Regions from separate parts of the Danio rerio genome. Here region 1 is linked to region 2. Evidence: chromatin contacts called from public HiCAR-type data. All regions are on one chromosome and are shown on one strand. The core of a region is the stretch at or near the end of the contact, and the rest is flanking DNA. Distances in the headings are between cores, read along the strand shown. Region 1 holds the start of il12ba (interleukin 12Ba). Region 2 holds the start of sh3tc2 (SH3 domain and tetratricopeptide repeats 2).

Region 1 (5,931 bases), core at 2,317-4,816, 170 kb before region 2:
GTGAGGTTGTCACAAAGGTGAGACCATAAAAAATTTGCCTTAAGAATACGCAACACTGATACGCAACACTAATATGAGAGTTATACTGTACTACTTTGGCATTTTAAAGATTTGAAGAGCTCACCAATATTCATGATGTAGAACTTTGCATTGTATGATTCTACAACAAAACTGCTTCTGAAGTAAACAGTGAGGTTGATGCGCTCCAGCTCCTCTGCATATGGACAGTAGTCTTGGTCTAAGCAGGTGATACTCTTTCCTCCGGGATCCAGACTGCAGCTGATGTTGCTTCCACCATCAGGCCTGGAAAAGAAACAATCAAGTTTTCTTTCTTTATTTCTTTCTTTCTTTCTTTATGTATTTATGGATTTACTTCTACACACACTGAAAAAAATTATTCAAAGATGATTCCTTGGATTTACTCAATTTTTTTACGTTAAGTGGTTGTAAACAATTTATTTGTGTTGAATTTAAACAAACACACTAAGTTGAACATTATTAAACATAATTTGTTTGTTTAAATTCAACACAAATAAATTGTTTGCAACAGTTCTGCATGCAACACTTTTTTCAGTGCACCGTTATCGTCAAGATGGCAGAGAAAGTCTGGGAAACATACCGTATAGCTTCAATGTGAGTAATATGGCCATGTCTGTTCTCACCCCACGACCATGAACATTGGAAAAATCCTCCATAATTATTTGTTGCACAGTGGATGTAACCTTGGTTGATAATTAAATAAAAAGAATTAACAAACTTTAAACATTTTCTAACACTAAAAAAACATTTGGGGTTAGGAAAACCAAAGACAAATTAAATTAACAACAACTTGCTAAAGTTAAAAAATATTTCAAATAAATATTGTTCTTTATAATTAATATGATTTCTGAAGGATTATGTGACAATGATGCAGTAAAGAATGATGAATAAATAAATGTTTACATATTTGAAAAAAATAAACAAAAATCACAATATTACTGGCTTTTACAAACAAAAAAAAATGACCCCAATATATTTAATCTATAGACTACTTAGTATTGTAATGCCAAATAAACTGTTTATAAATAATAAACAAGTGTATAGCATATTGAAATATAAAAACTATACACTCAAAAATGACGTTTACTGTTTGTTCAGTTGTTTTATGACAACTTAATTGTTTTCAGTTTAATCGCCTTAAATTTTAAGCTACATAATTCCTTCATGTTTTCCCAACATAAAAATATTTTAACAGTATATAAGCATATACAAAAAAAAAACAAAACAAACAGGACTATCCATAGCAATGACAAAAAAAAAAAAACTTATCAAGGCACTTATTATTTTAATCCCTGAAAACCCCTTTTCATCTCTGATCTTCAGATGTGTTACAAAAATGATGCTTTTACCTTTCTCAGGAGTGTTTCTGATGATCTTCCTAAAGCTCCACTGGGCCAGAACCAGTGTGTGGTTCAGGTAGGAGCCCTCATTGTCGAAACAGGAGTAATTGGCCCCTTTCCACCCCTCCACCGTCACCGTAATCCTGTTTCCCTGAGCCTCCAGATGTTTATCTTTGTTTTTGGTCCATGTGATATTATGCCCTTCATACGCTTCTCCACAGATCACTGGCACTTCTACCCTATTTACACCTTTTACATCAACATCCACCACAAGCACTGTCGACAGACGAACGAAAAACAAATGTGAAGTGAAAGAATGTTAAAGCAAGCCCAATGCAATTAAAAGTTATCTCAGCAGTTAACAAAACATAACATGGGGTATTTTTGTAAAAATTTGATGTGAGTTTTACCATTTGGTTTGAGTTTCCAGAAGCTCTCAGATGTTTGGATGGATCCTACAGCCAACGAATAAAGACAAAACAACGTTCTTAACCTAAGAAGAAACATCTGTTGGACAATAAAAGGAATTAAAAATGAGAAACAATTACAAGTAGCCAAATGGCCGAAAAAAAAAAAAAAAAAAACACAACATAACCACATAATTGGAGTGTAAAAAGAAAAGTTAACACTTTTTTAACTTGTGAAAATTAAATGTATTTAAATATTTAATTACTTACAAATAATCAACTTATTTGCTAATAATTTGTCTGTAATTCAGTAAAAAGCGATTACTTAAAAAATGAGTAAACCTATTGCCTTAAAAATGACAAGTTGGGTTTACTTAAAAAATGTAAGTATTCCTGTTGTAACTTAGAACTGTTAAGTTGACTTAACTTATCTAACTTCATTTTTTTAAGTACGCACATAGTTCCTTTACTTAGTAATTTGAAGGCCATAAGTGTACGCACTTTTTAGCAGCTTGCTTTTTACAGTGTATGGAAAAAGTAATAAACCACTTGAAAATTCTCATTTTCTCTGAATTTTAAGGATTCAGTTTCTATGAGTTTCAGTAAAAAAACAAAACAAAAAAAACTATGCTTTGCTTGCCTAGAAAATGCTTCTTGATTTAAGAAGTTTAGATATATGGACTAGAAACAAGACAAAAAAATCTAAGAAAGAAAAGCATTTTTTGCAGTGTTCAAACTACTTTTGAACATAAAATGAACATAAATGTTCACATTTTTTTGAGGGGGGGGGGCAACTTTATTCTTTATGTTCAATCCAAAAAATTGTAGATTTGTGTTTGGACAACCTAAATAAATTGTGTTGAACCCTGCATATGGTGATAGTTGTTTTGTTGTTAAAATAAAAAATGTTTTCATTTGTTGTAACTGAAAATGAGGGTTGTTTGAATGTTAAATAATATATATTTAAAAATGACATGTTTTACAGTTTAATAATCATACCTCGTATTGCTTCTTTGTGATTAATTGGAAAATCAGGGAAAGTGCTCAAAGTAAACCCATAATATATAAATAAATAAATATATTTGAAGTCAAAATTTTAATTTTGTTTTTTCTCTTTAAAACATTTCCCCAAATAATGTTTAACAGAGCAAGGAGATTTTCACACAATGTCTGATAATATTTTGTCTTCTGGAGAAAGTATTATTGGTTTTATTTCAGCTAGAATAAAAGCAGTTTTTAATTGTTTAAAACCCGTTTTGAGGTCAAAATTATTAGCCACTTTAAGCTATATATCTTTTCGACTGTCTTCAGAACAAACCATCGTTATACAATAATTTGCCTAATTACCCAAACCTGCCTAGTAAACCTAATTAACCCAGTTAAGCCCTCAAATGTCACTTTAAGCTGTATAGAAGTGTCTGGAAAATATCTTGTAAAATATTATCTACTGTCATCATGGCAAAGATAAAATAAATCAGTTATTAGAAATGAGTTATTAAAACTATTATGTTGTTATTAAATGTGTAAAAAAATTCTTCTCTCCACTAAATAGAAATTGGGGAAAAATAAACAGGAGGGCTAATAATTCTGACTTCAACTGTATCTATATTTCTCAAGGCATTCAACAATAATTGAACTAAATACTTTTATAAAATGCATAGTATTTACGACAAATGTTTTCGATAAACTTTTATTAATATTCGGAAATGAGACTTACCTTTGATCAAAAGTCAAAAACTATCCAGCAAGATGATCCTCCACAAGCAGACTGGTTTTGATTAGTTGTTGTGTTTAACATGCAAGCTTTTAAGCTAAGTGTCAGGACTGCAGAATTTCCCCAACCAGGAAAAGTCCAGCACAGGTTAGAGGAAGCAAACCCTGCATGAGCAACTGCAGGACCTGAGCTTTCCTTATTAATCAAGTTGCTTCTACTTCCACTGTGCCTTCCTTTACTATCTCTAATAATAGACTGATTATCTGTTAAACACCACAGCCCATTCAAAACAGTATTCCACATCTGTTTCAGCTTATATATAAAACACAAGACTCGGCTAATTGGTTTGCAGCAAGTAATGGAGATTTAAAGGTGTTAAGTCAATATTTTGGGGGGGGGGATTTTTGCTACAAGTTCTCATCTGAAAGCTGGATGATGATTTACCTGGTTGCGTTACCTGTTTGTTTGTCCCGGCTAAACCCTGCTGTCAGCTGGTTTTTCCAAAAATGAACAATTCCTCTTTTTACTCAGATAAAGTCATTAAGGGATTTGTAGATTAATGACACTGTCAGAACATTAAACATTACCATGAATCACACTATTCAAGATGAAACACAGAAAAAAGAAAAAGAAACATCTTTTACCTCACTGTTTGCTGAAAGTAAAGCATTTTTAATATTATTTATAGATATTTTTATTTATTTTTTTATTTTTTACGTTTATAAAAATGTTTTATTTTTCCTGTCTGGATATTCTTGTTAAATAAAACAACTTTAATGATAATAAGTGCTTTTTAAAATTGGCATTTCCCATTTAACATATAACATGAGGATAAAATCTGCAATATTTTGATGTAATTTTTATGAATCTGTAATAAGTAGACATAATTGCTATGGTGGAATTTCAATGTTTGAACGCTTCTCTTTTCCCTTTTCTCCGACATTGAGTCGTGCAGTTTTGAAATGCAATCAAGCATGTGACAGCAGTGGGGAAGGAACATTTAACAACAAAATTGGGCATACCATTGGCATGGTGGTATTGATTTTTGAGAAGTTTTATCTGATGGTCTGCGCTCTGCTTAGTAGTGAATGAAGTCATTCTCTTACAAAACATGAGCACATCAAAAACAGTCCCTAAAACAGCCACTTACCACGACCATGGTCACCAACAATATTAGAGCCAAAATGAAAACACTTCCCCTGTTTGATGCTGCAGGGAAAAACCCCTATTTACTGTCAAATTTCCTTTGTCTTTATAGCCTTTATTGATTTGTACAGATATATTAAATGAAAAAAATTAGGAGAACGATTGAAAAAATAAAAATAGGATCTGTGCTTTTGAGTTACATTTTTTTCCCTTCTGTATTCTTTAAGGCAGGGGTGTCCAAACTTTTTGGGCCGAGGGCCAGATGCAAAAAAACAAACGTTGTCGCGGGCCAAATTTTACATACATCACACAGACACGCATGCATGCATATATATATATATATATATATATATATATATATATATATATATATATATATATATATATATATATATACATATATATATATATATAAATACAGTTGAAGTCAGAATTGTTAGCCCCCCTAAAATTATTAGCCCCCGTTTATTTTTTCCCCAATTTCTGTTTAACGGAGAGAAGATTTTTTTCCACACATGTCTAAACATATTAGTTTTAGTAACTCATTTCTAATAACTGATTTATTTTATCTTTGCCATGATGACAGTAAATAATATTTGACTAGATATTTTTAAGACACTTCTATACAGCTTAAAGTGACATTTAAAGGCTTAACTAGGTTAATCAAGTTAACTAGTCAAGTTAAGGTAATTAGGCAAGTTATTTTATAACAATGGTTTGTTCTGAAGACTTAAGGGGCTAATAATTTTGACCTTAAAATGGTTCATAAAAAAATTGAAACCGCTTTTTATTCATGCCGAATAAAAACAAAAGTCTTTCTCCAAAAGAAAAAATATTATCAGACATACTGTAAAAATGCCCTTGCTCTGTTAAACATCATTTGGGAAATATTTTAAAAAGAAGAAATAAATCAAAGAGGGGCTAATAATTCAGACTTCAACTGTGTGTAGATAGATAGATAGATAGATTGATAGATAGATAGATAGATAGATAGACAGACAGACAGACAGACAGACAGACAGACAAACAGACAGACAGACAGACAGACAGACAGACAGACAGACAGATAGATCATAACAAGAACTGCTGCTTAATTGAATGCATGTAATAGCGACACCCGGTGGTTATTTATTGAATTACGTTCATTTTTGTATAGCGGGCCAGATTCTATTGATATTTATAAAAAGCCTCGCGGGCCGCCACAAAACTGATTGCGGGCCGCAGATGGCCCGCGGGCCGTAGTTTGGACACGCCTGCTTTAAGGTATGAATGAGATTTAAATATT
Region 2 (5,548 bases), core at 1,221-3,720:
TTATGTATTTAGTGTGATGTTAAAAAAAATGTTTAGCATATTCAAATCATATAGATAGTATTCTCAATATTTTTTAATGTAGTCAGTCTACCATATGATTGTCTCCCTGTCACTACTTCACTGTCTGTGTTTTGGGGCATAACAAAGAGTGTACTTGTCTATATAGAGTAATTTTGCTCATCGTAGTGTTTTGTAAAGAGAGAACCCAGTCAGATTCTAATTGAATCTGTGGAGATCTTGTGAGCAAGAGCAGTGGTAAACAGCCAAAAGCCATTTCTCAGCATACCTCAACAACTCTCACAGAAAATCTCTATGTGCTTTAGCGAAAAAAACCTGAAGCAATTAGCTCCTCCATAATCACCCAGTGTGTAAATTATGCACTTGCTACTTTTTACAGCAATGATATAGAAAAAAAGAAAAAAAAGAATATATATATATATATATATATATATATATATATATATATATATATATATATATATATATATATATATATATATGTGTATATATATATATATATATATATATATATATATATATATATATATATATATATATATATATATATATATATATATATATATATTAGCCATTTTTATGGACTATTTGTTATATTATAAAAATTATACTAATAGCTAAATATTCTTGATAATTAAAAAAGCTGCTTTTTGAGTGTACATGGATTATTATGCTATAATAGTGCTAACATGCTATCATTACATGGTAATGAGTCGTGTAAAATGGTCTTAAAATGACAACATTTTTTATCACAATTAATTTTGGTGCAATGCATCACACAACAAAACGTACAGTAGTTATCATTAATAGGCCTATAAAAAATTAAGCTGCTACTAAATTGTAACAATGACCATATTAGTTTGAAAATCTTTTTTTTTTTTTTTGCATAGGTTTTATGTTCTGAATTAAGAAAAAAAACTAACCTGGATTTTAATAATAATTTATTCTGATTATTTTGACTAAAATCACATTTCCCCATAAAAATCTCATATTTATGCTGTATTTAGTGCCTCAGCATATGTCCCTTATTTCATATTTTTTAAAATGACATTGGTGAGGGCTAGCAGTAGTCACATGTCATGCAAAATTGCCTAATATGTGGGAGCCAATTGTGTTAGTATAATTTAAAAGACAATATCACCATCTAATCACATTTCTATATCAATTAATTTGCAAGTATAGGACTAAGTTTGAAGCGAAAGTAATTAGCTATAAGTATATAAAGGTAAAAACATGTTTAAGGTATGTTTAAAGAAACAGTAAAACCTAAGAAAATGTAATGTGTTTTATGCAATTGCTGAATCTGTCTATTGAACTTCAAAAAAGTCAATGTTAAAAGTTGTTCTTTTAAAGAGTGTACTCGCATTATTGTGCTGTAATATTATCATACTGCCAGTACATAGTGATGAGTCGGGTAAAATGGTCTTTACCTCAAGAAAGTCATTCAGTATTCAAAACTCTTTGATAATATCATTTCAATATTCATTAGTGGTGTTTCATTATTTGAAAAGTCTAAAAAAACAGGTTGTTTTCTATGATAACCATAAAAGTTATTATTCCAACAGCAGAAACATAATTGTGTAATTAAAAGATTATAAAACTGTCTGTCCTATTTTCTGGTCTGAGAAATCAAATATCTAGACTTCTGATACACTATATGTGAATACTATACAATTATAAATGCTCCCCAAATTCCTAGTTTAACTTCTTTGTAGGGGGTTGGAAACTTCATAATTCATACCCTGGGAACTAAAAACCATATGTGTGAAGGTGTCATACTTATAACTACACACCTAATGTTGTGAAAGTAGTAACTGTTGAAGGCTGGCAGCACATTCCCTTCTGAATGTGATACATAGAAGGTGAACTGTCCTGTGCACTTGGAGACAGTGAAGTTAGCGCTCTCTCTCTCTGGGTTACTAGCACAGTGTGTGAATGTCAGTGAAAACAACAAGGTATGTAACCCGAGTAATGAGTCTAGACTCTAAGTTTAGAATGTCGTTCATGCCCAAGCAGCACATGCTGGCAGCCTGTTACTATTAAACGGTGTGAGAAACAATTTCTTATATAGGCTACTTAGTGAAAAGTTCTACAGTTTGTTTTAAGAGACAGATTCTCACAGAGAAAAACTATGTAAATGAAAAGACAACCAAAAGTCTTAACAGAATCTTTAAAAGTACATATAATTCAACCACTTGTCCCACTTTCATTCAAAACTTGAAAACTATTAACACAGGAATGTGAACTAAACACACATTAGTCTATATGCACTTTAGTCTCTGAGAAAGAGCGTACCTCTGACTTGCTGACTCCCGGTTGTGTGTTCGTTCCTCATAGATCTGTCACAATACGAGCTCTGTGGAGTTCCTTTTAAAACTTACCAAAACTAACCATAATAATCCATAATGCTCCTGTAGGAGGGACAAGGGTTGTGTGTGTACGTGTGTCTTCTGGTTGCATGAGTGTAGAGCTGAGGGAAGTTATGTAAACTCCTCCCCTAAATCATATGTGAGTTTTTCCTCTCTGTTTCTCTTTCTCTCTCTCTCTCTTTCTGAGACTTGTTCTCTTATTTCCTTGTTCTATTTAAACTCTAAATCCATACAGAAGGTGTTCACTTTGTTGATAAGGTGATAGATAGCTAGTATTCAGACTATCAATATTTTTACTTTCATGACTAAGCTAATACTAAATATCTGATTCATCAGGAATCCAACCAGTTTTCATTTCTTTGAAAACCTACAAAAAGTAAAGGAAATGTGAATTGTGTATGTGAGAAAAATGTGAATGTGAGTTTTTTTGTTTGATAATAAAAGTAATCCTTCAGGTCTGACTTGTTTTTTCATAGAGCAAAACAAAATGCCTGTAGAGTTGCTATCAGCTTCATTATAGTCAAATACGCCCTCTTGCTCACATTCCAAAGGTGCTTCCTTTAGCATTTCTAGGCAAATATTCAGTCACATGTTTATATCTAGTGAAGATATCAAGTTTCTTTAAAACATTATTATTTTCTTCCAAGAATTCCCTGTGCTCATGTGGCTCTGTTTCGTCAGTAGGTCAGATAACAGGCAGGGCCTAGGCTCAGCTAGTCATTTTTTGCTTTTCTAGCCTGGTTAAATATAAACCCTGGAAAAGACTCCAGATTCTAGGGACTGTTATTGAGTCATTACAAAAGTCACCCTGAGAAGATATTGGCCATGTGACTGGTCTGTGAAAGAAGGCTCTTTGTGCAGTACAGTGTGACCACAGGTCTCAGATGGTGTGGGTAAATGGATTACATACCACATCAATGATAGAGAATCAAACCCCCGACAACTGGTGGAGCCAGCAGGCCATGTGCCCAAACCATAGTCACGGCATTAACATGGCACACAAGACAAGCAGCTGACGGCTTCCACAGCACATCTGTTGGATAGCATATTTATATCTATTCATCTATTGTGCCCGTGATTATTAACAAATAATCATTTTATATGCTTCCTGAATCTGAAAGTTGATTCTCAAGATCAGCTCAGTAGATGCATGGTGTATTTAAAAATCTATTTAAAAGTTTAATTGTAATAAATGATTCACACAAGCACCTGAAAACTTACATTTCAATTGGATCAAGAATGGTGAAATAAACTTTTCCAAATACAAATGAGGGAGCATATAAACACTTGATCAGTACGAAAAATGAAACTGTAATGGTTTGCATGTATGCAATGATGTTGAAATGATGCAGTGATGCATAATGCCTTCTGATTGTTCTTGCTGAATCTATTAAATTGATGTGATAAAGTTCCATTTGCCAACATCTTGTTTGAAAATAGGAATGAGAATTTTTCCCTGGTGAAAAACGTGCACAAACATTTTTGGTTACTCATTTTTTACTTAACAGTTAATTTTTAGTACTATTTAAAGTAAACAAGATGACTATGCTATTTTGACACATCAAAAAGTTGAACTAAAATATACCTTTAAAATACTACTGTTATATTTAAAAATATATATTATACCACTTTTAATACAGTACTAACCATCTTTTATTGCACTTTTAAATATGCTATCTGTACAAATAAAATACACTTATATATTCTGTAAAATATAACAATGATACATGTTATCACAATGATAGAATGTCTCCTATGACCCATGAACAAATCAGCATTACTGTAAGTATTCAATCAAACTTTATTTTAAAGTGCAGTTCTCGCTATTAACAAACCAACAACTATTATTCATTCATTTTCTTTTTCAGCTTAGTCATTTTATTAACCCTTTAGCCAGCACGTAGACGCACTGGGTCGTTGGTTTCCCACATGTCAATGTTTATGAATAGATTACACCACAAAGAACAAGTAATCTTGACAAACTGTATATCAGTTTAAAGCTACAACCCTCAAGCAGCCATTGTAGCTAGATTTTTTTCAATGGAAAGCTTATAGCTTAAAGCTTTTTTCTCATGACTTCATAATGTATGACTTTTTATATTTTTTTTTAACATGTAACTTTACCACAGTAAAGCTCAAAGTGTCGTCTATCCAATAATACATAATTTGTGTTTGTAGCTTACTGGAGTCAAGAACTGCTGCTATTTAAAGTTAAGTAGGTGTAAATCCCCAAAATTGAGTGCTGGCTAACAGTTTAAACCACCTAATTCACCTTTGTCGCATGTGTTTGGACTTGTGGGGGAAACCAGAGCATCCAGATCAAACCCATGCAAACACGGGGAGAACATGCAAACTCCTCACAGAAATGCGAACTGACCCAGCTGATGCTTGAACCAGTGACCTTCTTGCTGTGAGGTGAGAGTGCTATACCCACTGCACCACCGTGCTGCTCCAACAACTATTATTTTTACCTAAATTAATGACTAATGTCCTGCTTATAAAACAAAATAAATAAGACTTTTTCCAGAAGAAAAAATATTATCAGACATACTGTGAAAATTGCCTTGCTCTGTTAAACACCATTTGGAAAATATTTCAAAAAGAAGAAAAAAAATTAAGGGGGCTTATAATTCTGACTTCAACTGTATATGCTTTTTTGTATTGATTGATGGTTTTTAGACGATGCATACCAGGTTCTATGTGTTTGCTGCTGATCCCTTGTTTAACACAGCAGCAAGTAAACGATGTTTAACACGGAACAAACAGTGATCTCATTATAATAAGTCAAATGAGCCCAGCATAAGCATTATCAGTAAATAACAGCATAATACATCCTTTAGTAATCAGTGAACAATTGCGTAAATGTAATCCTTGTATATAACTTGAGATTTGTATTAAATTGTTTCACATATGAAAGAAAATCATAAGGTCATAAGGACAAAGCTTTCCAATTTGAGTGAACTAATCCTTGACAGAGATCTAACATACAAATGGCATTTTTTTGTATACCAAAACTAATAAAAGGCCAAAAAGGCTCAGGAAATGTACCTCAGGGCAGCACCTCTGTGCCTCGGTGAAGGTAGTTCAGAGAGGTACTGCGTTCCGGTGCCCCTTTGTACCACTGCTCTAAGGAAGAGCAGCTTCCTGTTGTTGTGGACTCT

The links. HiCAR-type assays count read pairs that join an accessible place to other places.
Region 1: a HiCAR-type map of caudal fin shows a contact between it and region 2, with 5 times the contacts expected there. The contact joins the promoter of il12ba here to the promoter of sh3tc2 in region 2. A contact is called at or near these places in 6 of 18 Hi-C or Micro-C datasets (caudal fin, embryo, hematopoietic stem cells and 1 more) and 1 of 4 datasets of contacts at active chromatin or transcription factors (caudal fin).

What each region holds. Positions count from the first base shown.
Region 1 is chr14:39,549,035-39,554,965 of GRCz12tu, reverse strand. il12ba (interleukin 12Ba) reads right to left here and starts at 3,566. Exons shown (of 8, transcript NM_001007108.1): 1 at 3,504-3,566; 2 at 1,790-1,886; 3 at 1,389-1,655; 4 at 620-722; 5 at 125-303. The coding sequence starts at 1,886.
Region 2 is chr14:39,376,991-39,382,538 of GRCz12tu, reverse strand. sh3tc2 (SH3 domain and tetratricopeptide repeats 2) reads right to left here and starts at 2,470. Exons shown (of 18, transcript XM_068213386.2): 1 at 2,314-2,470.